Regions from separate parts of the Mus musculus genome. Here region 2 is linked to region 1. A link is a contact called in public Micro-C data. All regions are on one chromosome and are shown on one strand. Each heading gives the region's core, a stretch centred on a gene start, on an enhancer-like site or on the middle of the called end of the contact. The rest is flanking DNA. Distances are from core to core; before and after follow the strand shown.

What was found. Hi-C and Micro-C count contacts between places; a contact is called where the count stands out from the background.
Region 2: a Micro-C map of the G1E-ER4 cell line shows a contact between it and region 1, with 2.4 times the contacts expected there. The contact joins two enhancer-like sites. A contact is called at or near these places in 2 of 15 datasets of contacts at CTCF or cohesin (CD8 T cells and large pre-B cells), 11 of 484 Hi-C or Micro-C datasets (B cells, the G1E-ER4 cell line, centrocytes and 5 more), 3 of 115 datasets of contacts at active chromatin or transcription factors (CD8 T cells, effector CD8 T cells and extraembryonic endoderm stem cells) and 2 of 9 other capture datasets (adipose tissue and pancreatic islet).

Annotation. Positions count from the first base shown.
Region 1 is chr6:8,627,173-8,631,855 of GRCm38.p6, forward strand. Ica1 (islet cell autoantigen 1) reads right to left here. Exons shown (of 14, transcript NM_010492.3): 14 at 3,355-3,625. The coding sequence ends at 3,504. Among named protein-coding and RNA genes, the nearest start is that of Gm35621, 6.2 kb to the left of the region's middle. Within about 2 kb of position 2,324, at least 9 of the 459 cell types and tissues checked have an H3K27ac peak or open chromatin away from gene starts, as enhancers often do. A contact at or near this core is called in the G1E-ER4 cell line, where this site is marked.
Region 2 is chr6:8,732,347-8,737,695 of GRCm38.p6, forward strand. Ica1 (islet cell autoantigen 1) reads right to left here. Exons shown (of 14, transcript NM_010492.3): 6 at 4,671-4,869. Among named protein-coding and RNA genes, the nearest start is that of Ica1, 43 kb to the right of the region's middle. Within about 2 kb of position 2,990, at least 59 of the 459 cell types and tissues checked have an H3K27ac peak or open chromatin away from gene starts, as enhancers often do. A contact at or near this core is called in the G1E-ER4 cell line, where this site is marked.

The DNA of each region.
Region 1 (4,683 bases), core at 1,074-3,573:
AGCTTTACTGGTTTGGTGTTTAGGTCAGCCTGAGTTTGGATGGATTTTGGTAATGACTAGTCTCTGAACTTTTTTGTTCTTACCCCTCTCTGAAGGTTCTAGAATACTGGTTTCCTTCGATAAGAAAGTTAACTTTACAAGCTTCATGAAAGGCAAGGTCTGAGGCAGTGTTGCCTGCCCCACATCTACCATAAACATTTATCATTTATTAGAAGCCTTCCCAATGCAGGTTTCTTGGCAGCCATGGTCAATCGTATGGATTTGCCTCCAAGTTGGCATCTGTGTTCCAACAAATCTGAAGAGACCTACTTACATCACTGCACTGAGAATCCCAGTCCCAGGGCTTGAAAGCTGCCTCTAATTAGAGCAGGAAGCAGAGGATTAACTGGCTTTTGTGGCGGACACTAGTTGATCACAAAGCCAGGCGCAGCACTGATATATTGGAAAAATCAATTAGTATTTGTCCATGAGCCCTCGCCAGATACTGGTTCTGGGGTGGAGTCTTCCTGCAGCACCTCCTAAAAGGGGGAAGTCGGTGTTGTCTCCAGAAGTTGCCCGGTGGGACAATAGGCAGGAGGGGTCTGGGAAGTGGCATCTAGTAGGTGGGCAGCCTCCCAAAGTGGCTTCAGGGCCCTCAGCCCTTGGCCCCACACCAGCTATAAAAATTGGCGAATGCACAACGGATTTGCTCCTTCATACCCAGAGGTGCTGGCTTCAAGCAGAATACATTTTCTTGGGCAAAAACTTCCAATAACAACAACAACAACAACCAAAAAAACAAACCAAACCAAACCAAACCAAAACCAAACCAAACCAAACCAAACCAAACCAAACCAAACCAAAAAAATCAAACATGCTGGCTCTTTCTAAATCAGTACTTTCTAATTCTGAGGCTGATGGATTGGTTTTTTCACTCACCCAGAACTCAAAATCAACTTGACATTTCTAAAATTACATTTCGAGGGGAATGAATCTGTAAAGTGAACCGAGAGCCAGTGCCAGTTGGGGAAAGAAGGCAGGCACAAACAGAATCATGCCTCGTCCCTCCTTACAGTGTGTGCGTTCTTTATCTGTTAGCTGAGGAAAAGGGAGGGGAACCGGGGGTCATGCTGAAGCCATCAGAAATAGCCAGAAAGCCAAGGAGAGCCTGGGTCTACCTGTAGCTCAAGCTCCATTGTAACGGTGGCTCAGGCTGCCCGAAGGGAGTTGGAGATGAAGCGAGACTTGTTTGGCAAAGAGGGTAAAGACATATTGTCTCCTTCATGGCAGAGATCACACTTGTGTGGGCAGTTGGGGAGACCCCAAGGTGGGTCCCAGAGGAAGCCTCTTGGCCAGGCGGGTGTACGGGGCTCTTACAAGAGAGCCAGGTGGCAGCTGCTTCCCCTTACTTAGGAGAGGTGGTCAAGGGGCTTTGTGTGAGCAGGGTCAAAACGTGCCTCTCAACAGGGATCAAGAGGCTGCCCCAGTGGATTGCAGATGGGAAAGGAGACTGAGTCTTCTTCTTTTCTTTCCTTTTCATGAGAAATATAAAGACAATTTGGGGAGAAAATGCCTCCATGAGCAACCCTTTCCTTTTCCGGTTGCAAAGCTTATTCAACCACTGTGATCCACTACCCCCCACTCACTGATCAGTTTTAAAAGGCAGCCTCCTACTGCTTATCCTATTCCAAACTCTACCTCCCTCAACCTCCATGCCTTCCCATCGCCTAGACGGAGCCAGACAGGCCTTCCAGATTCAGCTCCTCACTGTGACTTCTGGGGTTTCCATGGCTACAAACAAATGTGACCTGGGATGAAACTAGAACCCTTACTCCTCATTCCATGCTGGGCAACTTGACCTGGCGATCATTAATCCACGCAAGTGGCACTGTCTAATGGTAGAGGCATGTGTCTAAAGCACGTATCTGTCAAGGCTAGGAAGCACCATCCTGGCATGGCTGGAGGAGAGCGGTAGGGCAGGAGCCAAACTCTCAGGAGACAGTAGAGCTTCATCCTTGGAGAACTGAAGGTGCAGGTAGAGGCTCCACATTCTCATGGTGGAGGTGGACTGTGAGGAAGCTCTTGAGGACTGAAGAAGGCTGTCATGGAGTCTCACATAGCACACAGGCCCCTGGGACGGTACATTAAAGGGGTGGCAAGCATGCCTGTGTTTAGAGGAGTGTGAGGTTGGGTTCTGATTCTGTATCGTGACAACCTCAAAGTGTATTAACGTGGAGCTGAGAAATCTGCCAGAGACGATTCTGGCAACAAGACCTCTGATAGCACAAGACAGCAAAGCCAGGGAAAGCTACCCAAGCCAGGCCCTCAGCTGGCTCCCAGACATTTCCTTTACCAAGAAGACATCTGTAACGGCCCGTGTCTCCAGCCCTCAGAGTGGTTTTAGAACTGCAGGCAGGTCCTTTCTGAGGGTGAGTTTCTGAAGGAAGCCCAGGGAGCCTTCTCTGAGATAGGCAACAGGAGCCCTCAAGAGGCCTAAGCACAGAGAACCTTTTTTTCTGGACCACTAACTTACACAGGGCCTTCTGTGCATTGCTTAGGTCTACATGAGGGCATGTGAGAGGGCCCTAACTTAGCAGGTTACCTGTGACATAGAGAAACTCTGGGGTCTGGGAGTCTGACAGGGTATCTAAGTTGTTGATGTGGCTACATGTGAATCTGTAATTACCACTATTTCTTGGTCCTACAAAAGTCCCAGGCAGCCCTTGTAGCTGGCTGCCTTATTTGGGGATGTACAGTTCTGACCAATAGCTGCAGAACTGCCCATGGGGCCCCCTGCCCCTCTATTGCACCTTCAATGATGCTTTTCTTAGCACAGCTGGGTCTCCACACAGAATCCACGACTTGAGTTTGTATAGCAAATGTTGTCTTAATGTTTAAAATTTTCTGTTTAAAAAAAAAAAGGTTCCATGAGGCTCCTGGAGTTTATGCTTTTGAATTCAGCTACGGAAAAGATAAAAGGAGACACTAGGATGTGCAAGGATGGCTGCCTTCAATAGAAAGGTCCATGCAGCAGAAAGCAGCCCCACTCCTCTGCCAGTGTGGCACGTGGCCGCAGTCAAGTGTGGCAGGGGACAGTGTCTTCGGTTGTCTGGATCTTCATCCAGAGCTCAGTGGACAGTGGCATGGCAGAAGGGCTCTTCCTGACACCTCTTCTGAGAGGGATGGGGACGTGAGAAAGCACTTTGAGCCTCCTGGTGCCCCTGAGGACGTGTGTAAGTCCACATGCAGGTGTGTGATTTAGCCTTGGATTTTGGGTGTCAGCAAGAGTAAGCAGTGGCCTGCCAGCGGCCCCTGTGTACTCCTCTACTGTTCAATGCACACGGACTACATACAAACCAAACAGGAGTGAATAACTATAGCGATAGAAACAGGGCCTTGACCCTCTCATTTTATTAAAATGGCATGTAAATATTAAAACAGCACACTGAGCATATTAGACTTCTGCAAGCCCTGGATGAGGTGCCGCGGAGTGGCCCGAGGGCTCCCTGTTGAAGGTTGCAGACTCATGCATTGAGCAATTCGTGTTCTTTATCAGTTTTCCCAACAGCATCAGGGTTTGATAAGGGGTCGAGGTCAGCAAAGAGGCTGAACCAGGCAGTCAGGTCCGAGGCAGCCTTGGCAGGCTCTGGGGAAAGAAGAAGAAACATGAACAAACCCACCTTCTCAATGAGCACCTCAGGAGGGACAAATCCCATGATCCTTGGGGAATTTCATGTCCCCTGAAGGGCTGGCTAACACAAACCTTGGCCTGAGACTCAGTTAACTAATTTCCATCTTCAGGGCACCTCCAGCAATGGCTACAGCTCACAGAGGTACTCAAAACGGCACATGCTGTCTGTCTCCCTCAACCGAGAAGCAGCTTGGCTATTTCAGAAATCAGACTGAAGCAAGGTGCCTTCTGGTGTCTGCCGGAGGGTTCCCTTTAAGTCCCACGGGCCAGGAGCCATCTGCGGTTTCTCCTTTCACCCTTCAAAGACGCAGGCCCACAGGAGGTCATACCCAGGCCCAGTCTCTCTACCATTACAATCACTGCCTTTCCTAGCTCTTCCTGTCAAAGGCTAGGTCCTTCCTTTCCCTTTCCCTTTCCCCTTCCCTTCTCCCTTCCCTTCCCTTCCCTTCATGGGCTTGAAATCCCCCCCGTTCAGCCTCACTGGAGCTCTTCCCTCTACTTCTGTTCCCCCCACCCTAACTCCCCCCAAACCATGATTAGACAGCCAAAGTGTCTTCCAGATGAGAAGAGAATTTTCAAAGGAGCGCCTCATGCCAGTGATTTATAAATGAGCTGGGACTCTTTCCTATAAATCATTCCACGTGAGCATCCACTTCACTGGCTGATAATCCATGCCTCTCCTCCTTCCCAACAGGTGGCGACGTCAGAAGCTGGGATAAATGTCTCTCTATTAGGGTACCTCCTAGCAGGGAGCAGCTAGGAATGTGTTCGCCATGTGGCTGAAAAGTCTCAAAACTGGCAGGAGCGAAGACACAGAATGGGATGGGAGTTACTTAAATCGTCTTTGATCCTTGCTCTAAATGACACTGAACTCTTAAGATAGTGAACGAAGCACTTCATGCTTTCAGTTCATCTCCCTATTTCTCAGCATAATACCCAATGGGTGCATTACTTTGTAATGACAGAGTCTATGCATGTATTATGTCATAATATATGAGATACAACTCGTACAC
Region 2 (5,349 bases), core at 1,740-4,239, 110 kb after region 1:
GGCAGTGGTTCCTGCACCCTTGACTATAAAGGCTGAGTCCTACAAATGCCCACATATACATTTCCATGCTATCTCTTTAGAGGCTTCAGAACTATTTTCTTACACCTAGGCTAGCTTTTATTCCATTTAGAATAATTACCTCCCATCCCATTTCTGACGTTCAAGAAAAACAAGACACTTAATTGACCACAGAGGCTCTCAAGGGCACAGACTTCAGAGGCTCTGCTGGGCTCTCAGCTTCAGCTGATGTAATCTGCTATGAGAAGCTGGGTTCTATTTTTAAATCCTACCCTCTTACTCTACCTTCAAAGGGCACATATATCACACACTAACCTCACTCATAAAATACCGCGTGGTACTAGGGTGAACCATGATGTGAGGAGGAGCCTCCTACAGTACAGGGACAAGCAGCCCCACCTACATAAATCCACCCTTGGGTTCCTACGAGGTAGCCTGGAGAGCTGCTCCATGTGGCCCTGACTCTCCATATATCTCTTTTCTCCGAGTCATTTTGACAAGGAGCAGATGACTAGCAGGGCTCTTGCAGAGGGCTAGGAGCAAGCTTTGGTCTCTGTGTCCTCAGTTCTCTGACAGGAACACTTAGTCACAACTCCTAATGTTGATGTGCGGAGCCATCTCTAGCCCCTGGGCTTCAGAGAGTGCCAGATCATTTGCTTTGTTTTATGTGAAACTTTCACTCACCAGCTCTGTCTTGCGCACTCGTGACTGTGCTGTATAAAAGGTTTCAAGACATTTGAGAAATGCTAGGGGGGGAAATTAACCCAATGTTGGAGGTGAAAATTCCCTTCCAATTTGACTTTCATTTATGTTTATTCTGGCTTTGTAATCAAAGTGACGCTTTACTGAGTCTACCAGAGGTCAGACTGTGTTTCTCTCTGGTCTTCATCCTGCCAGGACCCAGGTGTGCCATATTTTATTTGGTTTCTACTCTTCTGCTCCCTGTTCTAACATGACATCTGACTGAGTTGTGAACACAAATTTTGTAACACCCATCCCTTTCTCAACACTTTTTCCACTCCCTCCTTACAGATTTGTGTGTGTGTGTGTGTGTGTGTGTGTGTGTGTGTGTGTGTGTGTGTATTTTGTACTTTCAAATGGAGTCAGACAGGTCTAAGAATCCCACCATATATCACTCACAGATCCTAGAAGGCCTAGAATATGTTTGCGTGTGCGCGCGTACACGCATTCGCGCATGTGCATGTGTGTCTGTGTATCTATATCTCTTTCTCTAGTCTTGCTTGTCTCTCAGGCCATGTTGCTTAGGCACCTATGTCTCTACATTTACATCACTTGATGCTGCTTCTAGGAGTTCTATTGCTTCTACCTCGGGCCTTTGCCCACATTGACTCCTCAGCTAACCACTGCTGTTTCCCACCCCTCTGTCCAGGTCCTTTCTATTTGTCTTGGTTTCTTTTCTGTTGACAAAAGCAACTGTATGGCGGATGGGTTTCTTTTAGCTTATTGTTCAAGGCACAGCCTATCATAAAAGCAAATCAAGGCGGCAGGAGCTTGAAGTAGCTGGTCATATTGCTCTCACAGGCAGAAGAAAATCGTCTGCTCTCTCAACTCTCCCTCTTTTCTTCATTCACTCCAGGACCCAAGCCATGAAATGGTTCAGTCTACAATTAAGATGGGTCTCCCCACATCAATGAATGTAATTAAGATAACACTATCTTGTCAGGCTCAGCCCAGAGACCAGCTCCTAGGTGATTCTAGACGTCAAGTTGACAAACAAGAACTACCATACTATTGTTCATTCTTTGTTATTGTTGGGGGGAGGGGTGCTGCCTCATCTGGGATGCCCTGTCTAGATTTTTTATTTGTAGTACTATTTCAACTCAGATGACCATTCAACACACTGCCTCCTGTTTACTTGTCTCATGCCCAAATGATCACACGAGACAGGAGCTACACTCCTCTGTGGTAGCTGGCATGTAACTGGGCTTCAATATCATTTGTTGACTATGCAAATGAATGAATGGACACATTCTGAAAATTCCAAATAGGGGGTCATAACCATGAAAGTAAAAATTAGAACTTTGTCTCCTCTAGAATACGTGAAGTCCTGGCTTTATCAGCTGCACTGGGGAGGAGGAGGTAAAGCTGAGGAGACAATGCCTTACAGACACACCTTGAGTCTTTGAGGCCAGTGACTTAGGTAACACACTCCTGGGAGATAAACAGAGACTCTATTTAAGATGGGATCTCACCTGCACAGGACTCTAAAGCTAACGTAGAGTTAATTTGCAAATACACTGTAGCAGAACCGAAAACTTGCATTTTAGAGCATTCCAGAGACAGCAGCAAACCACACAGTCCTGCTTTTTGTTTTTACCTGAGCAATCACATATGCTGATTTCCAAGGCACCAGGAGGTCACCTACATGCAATGGGGATGGTAAGTGATCTAAGGAGAGGTCCTCTGGCCCCTTAGACTCTGCCTGGAAGACTTGCCATGTAAGTGCCAACTTGGGGCTGGGCACAGGACTGACTCTGGGGTTAGGCTCTGGAGAGAACCAATGCAGTCTCCTGTTCTCCTCGAGTCAAGAATAACCAAAAATTACGCTTGAAGATCACTCTTCTCTCAAAAATATTCTATCCCCAAGTCCAAGTTCACCACATCCAGCTATTAAATTGAATCCAGCACACACAGGATTAGGGGGGGCAGGCACAGCTTCAGCTACTACTTCGCAGTAAAGGATTCAAAATAAAAACCAAACCTACCCATATTTTCCAGGATGGAGATTGATGGCATTAAACGATGGCAAATGTTTCTATGTTCAAACCAAATGACGAAGAACTTGGTTTCTGTTTCAGTCTTAAACAGCTAGCAACCACCTCCCACCAAACAAAACCAGATAAACACAAACACCCACAAAATTCTTTGGCCTTCCAGAATAACTGTTTTCTTGTCCTGGCACACTGGAGGGACCCAGAAACTCTGCACTGAACAAAGGGCTTGCAAGCAGGTGTTACTATGAAACTGCCTGTGCCACTTCTAGGTATACTGTTTGACTTCCTTTGTCTCTTGGTGGGGAAATTGTATCTATTTTCAAAGATTCTGGCTTCCATTTCCTTGTTCGACCTCAGGTTAGCTACCTACCATGGGTCTTTCTACAAAAGAAAAAAAAATGTGTGTTGATTATGGTAAACATTAAGGCTGCACGTCATCAGCAATGTGCTCTGGAGTCAGTTTTTTTTTTTTCTCTCATTCTTTCTTTTTCCTAATACCAATTCCACCCCCATTATCCTCAATCCCCAAATAAAATACTAATGACAAAATAAATGACTGGCCTAATTACGAAGTCAGAAAACTTGCAAAACAGCCTGGGGTCACCAGCATCTAGTTACCGAACCAAAAACATTTGATTTGTTTACTACCATGACGTCTGATATTTTTTTTCTCTTTCAAAGGATGAATGAGTTCCATTTACATCTTCTTCGAAGATGAGATAAACTTCACAGTCTCACCTCTGCCTGGGCAGCCAGCCTGCCTTTCAGAGAAGGCTTATGCTGACATGTTAAAAAAAAAAAAAAAAAAAAAAAAGGAGAGAAAATGAGGCTGGTTCCCTTCACAGGGAGGGAGTCTGAACTACAAACCAAGAAAAACTTCCAGAGGAATTTCTGTTGCTCTAGTACCTAGGTCAAGAAGCAGTGACCACTGTCTTGAACAAGAGAAGCTCTTTTGGTCTGTTCCTTGACTCCCGGCTCAACCTTCTACATACCAGCCAGGGTTCCAGGTTCATAGTTCCAAAGTGATGTCCCTAAAAAGGAGTCTAAGCCTTTTAAACAACATTTCTAATTATGAATGGATCAGTTGAAGTGACTAAGGGAGTTGACACAATATTATGCCAAGCCCAACATTTGGCCCCTTTTTTTCTTTTATGCCCTAAAACACACTCAGTTGCCCAAACAAAGAACTACCAAGATTGTACAAACCACTACAGAATCAGGCCACATGTTCACATGTTCAGTGTACGGCTGCCACCCAGTGGTAGGTTGGATTCCTGTGGACAAAAGGCTCCGACTGGCTACATTAACACAATGTAATTTTTCTTCTTATTTTTTTCTTTTTTAAGGAACCGAAGATTATTATTCCTCAGGAAAATTAAACAGAATATTCATTTTCTTTTGCTCTAATGTTGCTCAGAGAAATTTCTGAAGGGATCAATAGCAGGGAGAGTCAATACCATTCTAGCTAACCACACAACTATATCCCAGAGCCTCTGAATATGTCATAAAAGAACTGTTATTGTTTTGCTGGTTTCAACATGAATCATCAATTAGAAAGACTTGTTAAACAGCCTAGTTTCACTTTCTAGATGTATGTGCTCTGGATTTTTAGTTATGCATGAAGAGACATCTACAAGTGACAACCTTATAAAAAAAAGTGCACATTATATGAAAATCTGACTTCAATTAAAACCAGCTACAAAATCCCAGCAATTTCCAGCTGTCTCCTCTCTTATCCTTAGAGAATTATATATCACATTAATTGCTATTCTGTCACATTTTTAAAAAAATGTCAGCAATGGTTAATTGTATCCTTGGTGCTTTTGAGTTATGTCTGTTTTACCAGAGGGATTCAAATCACACTTGGTTGCCTTCTAGCAAGGTGGCCATTTTGACAACCCTCAAAAAACTTCTTACCTTCCTGAACTTCTCCATTTGCTTGTAGAGGTCTGGATCAAGTTCCTGAGACACATCCTTCATCCACAACAACGCTCCTCTGTATTCTGTCCTGTACTGCTCCATGCGGTTCACTGTCAGCCAGGTATCAGAGATGGCCCGATGTCTAAAAGTTTCTACTTCTTGGTGAAATCGACACAAAGGGTTTCTCAAGGCCAACCTGTACAAGAGGGCATAGATATAATCATAAAACAAAGGAAAAGAACAGTTCCAAATTCTGATATTCTGCACGCATCATAAACCCATGAACTTAGACCACTGTCTAAAACGCACATGTCTTGTCAGGAGACAGATACTAATCAAAATGTGAGTGAAGGTGGGATCAACCAGAGATTGCCCACATTCTGATCCTTTCATTTTCAGTGAACTGGACCATTGGGAAGCACTCCATTTGTGTTGCTGGGCGGCCTCAGGCCTGGACAGTATTTATTTGAAGTTGCAACAAGCCCGTGTCAGTGAAGGATAGTCACAGCGTGGCCATTCCTGTTTCCATTCCTGGCTACTCCGTCTCTTCTGTTGCTGAATTTTGGGCCCTGTGTGGAGGGTGGAATGGGATAGGCATGACTTGGGTATCCTTGACCTGGCCACCTTTATTACACCTCAATCAAAACCTACAGTTTGTTCTAGTGGAAACAAGACT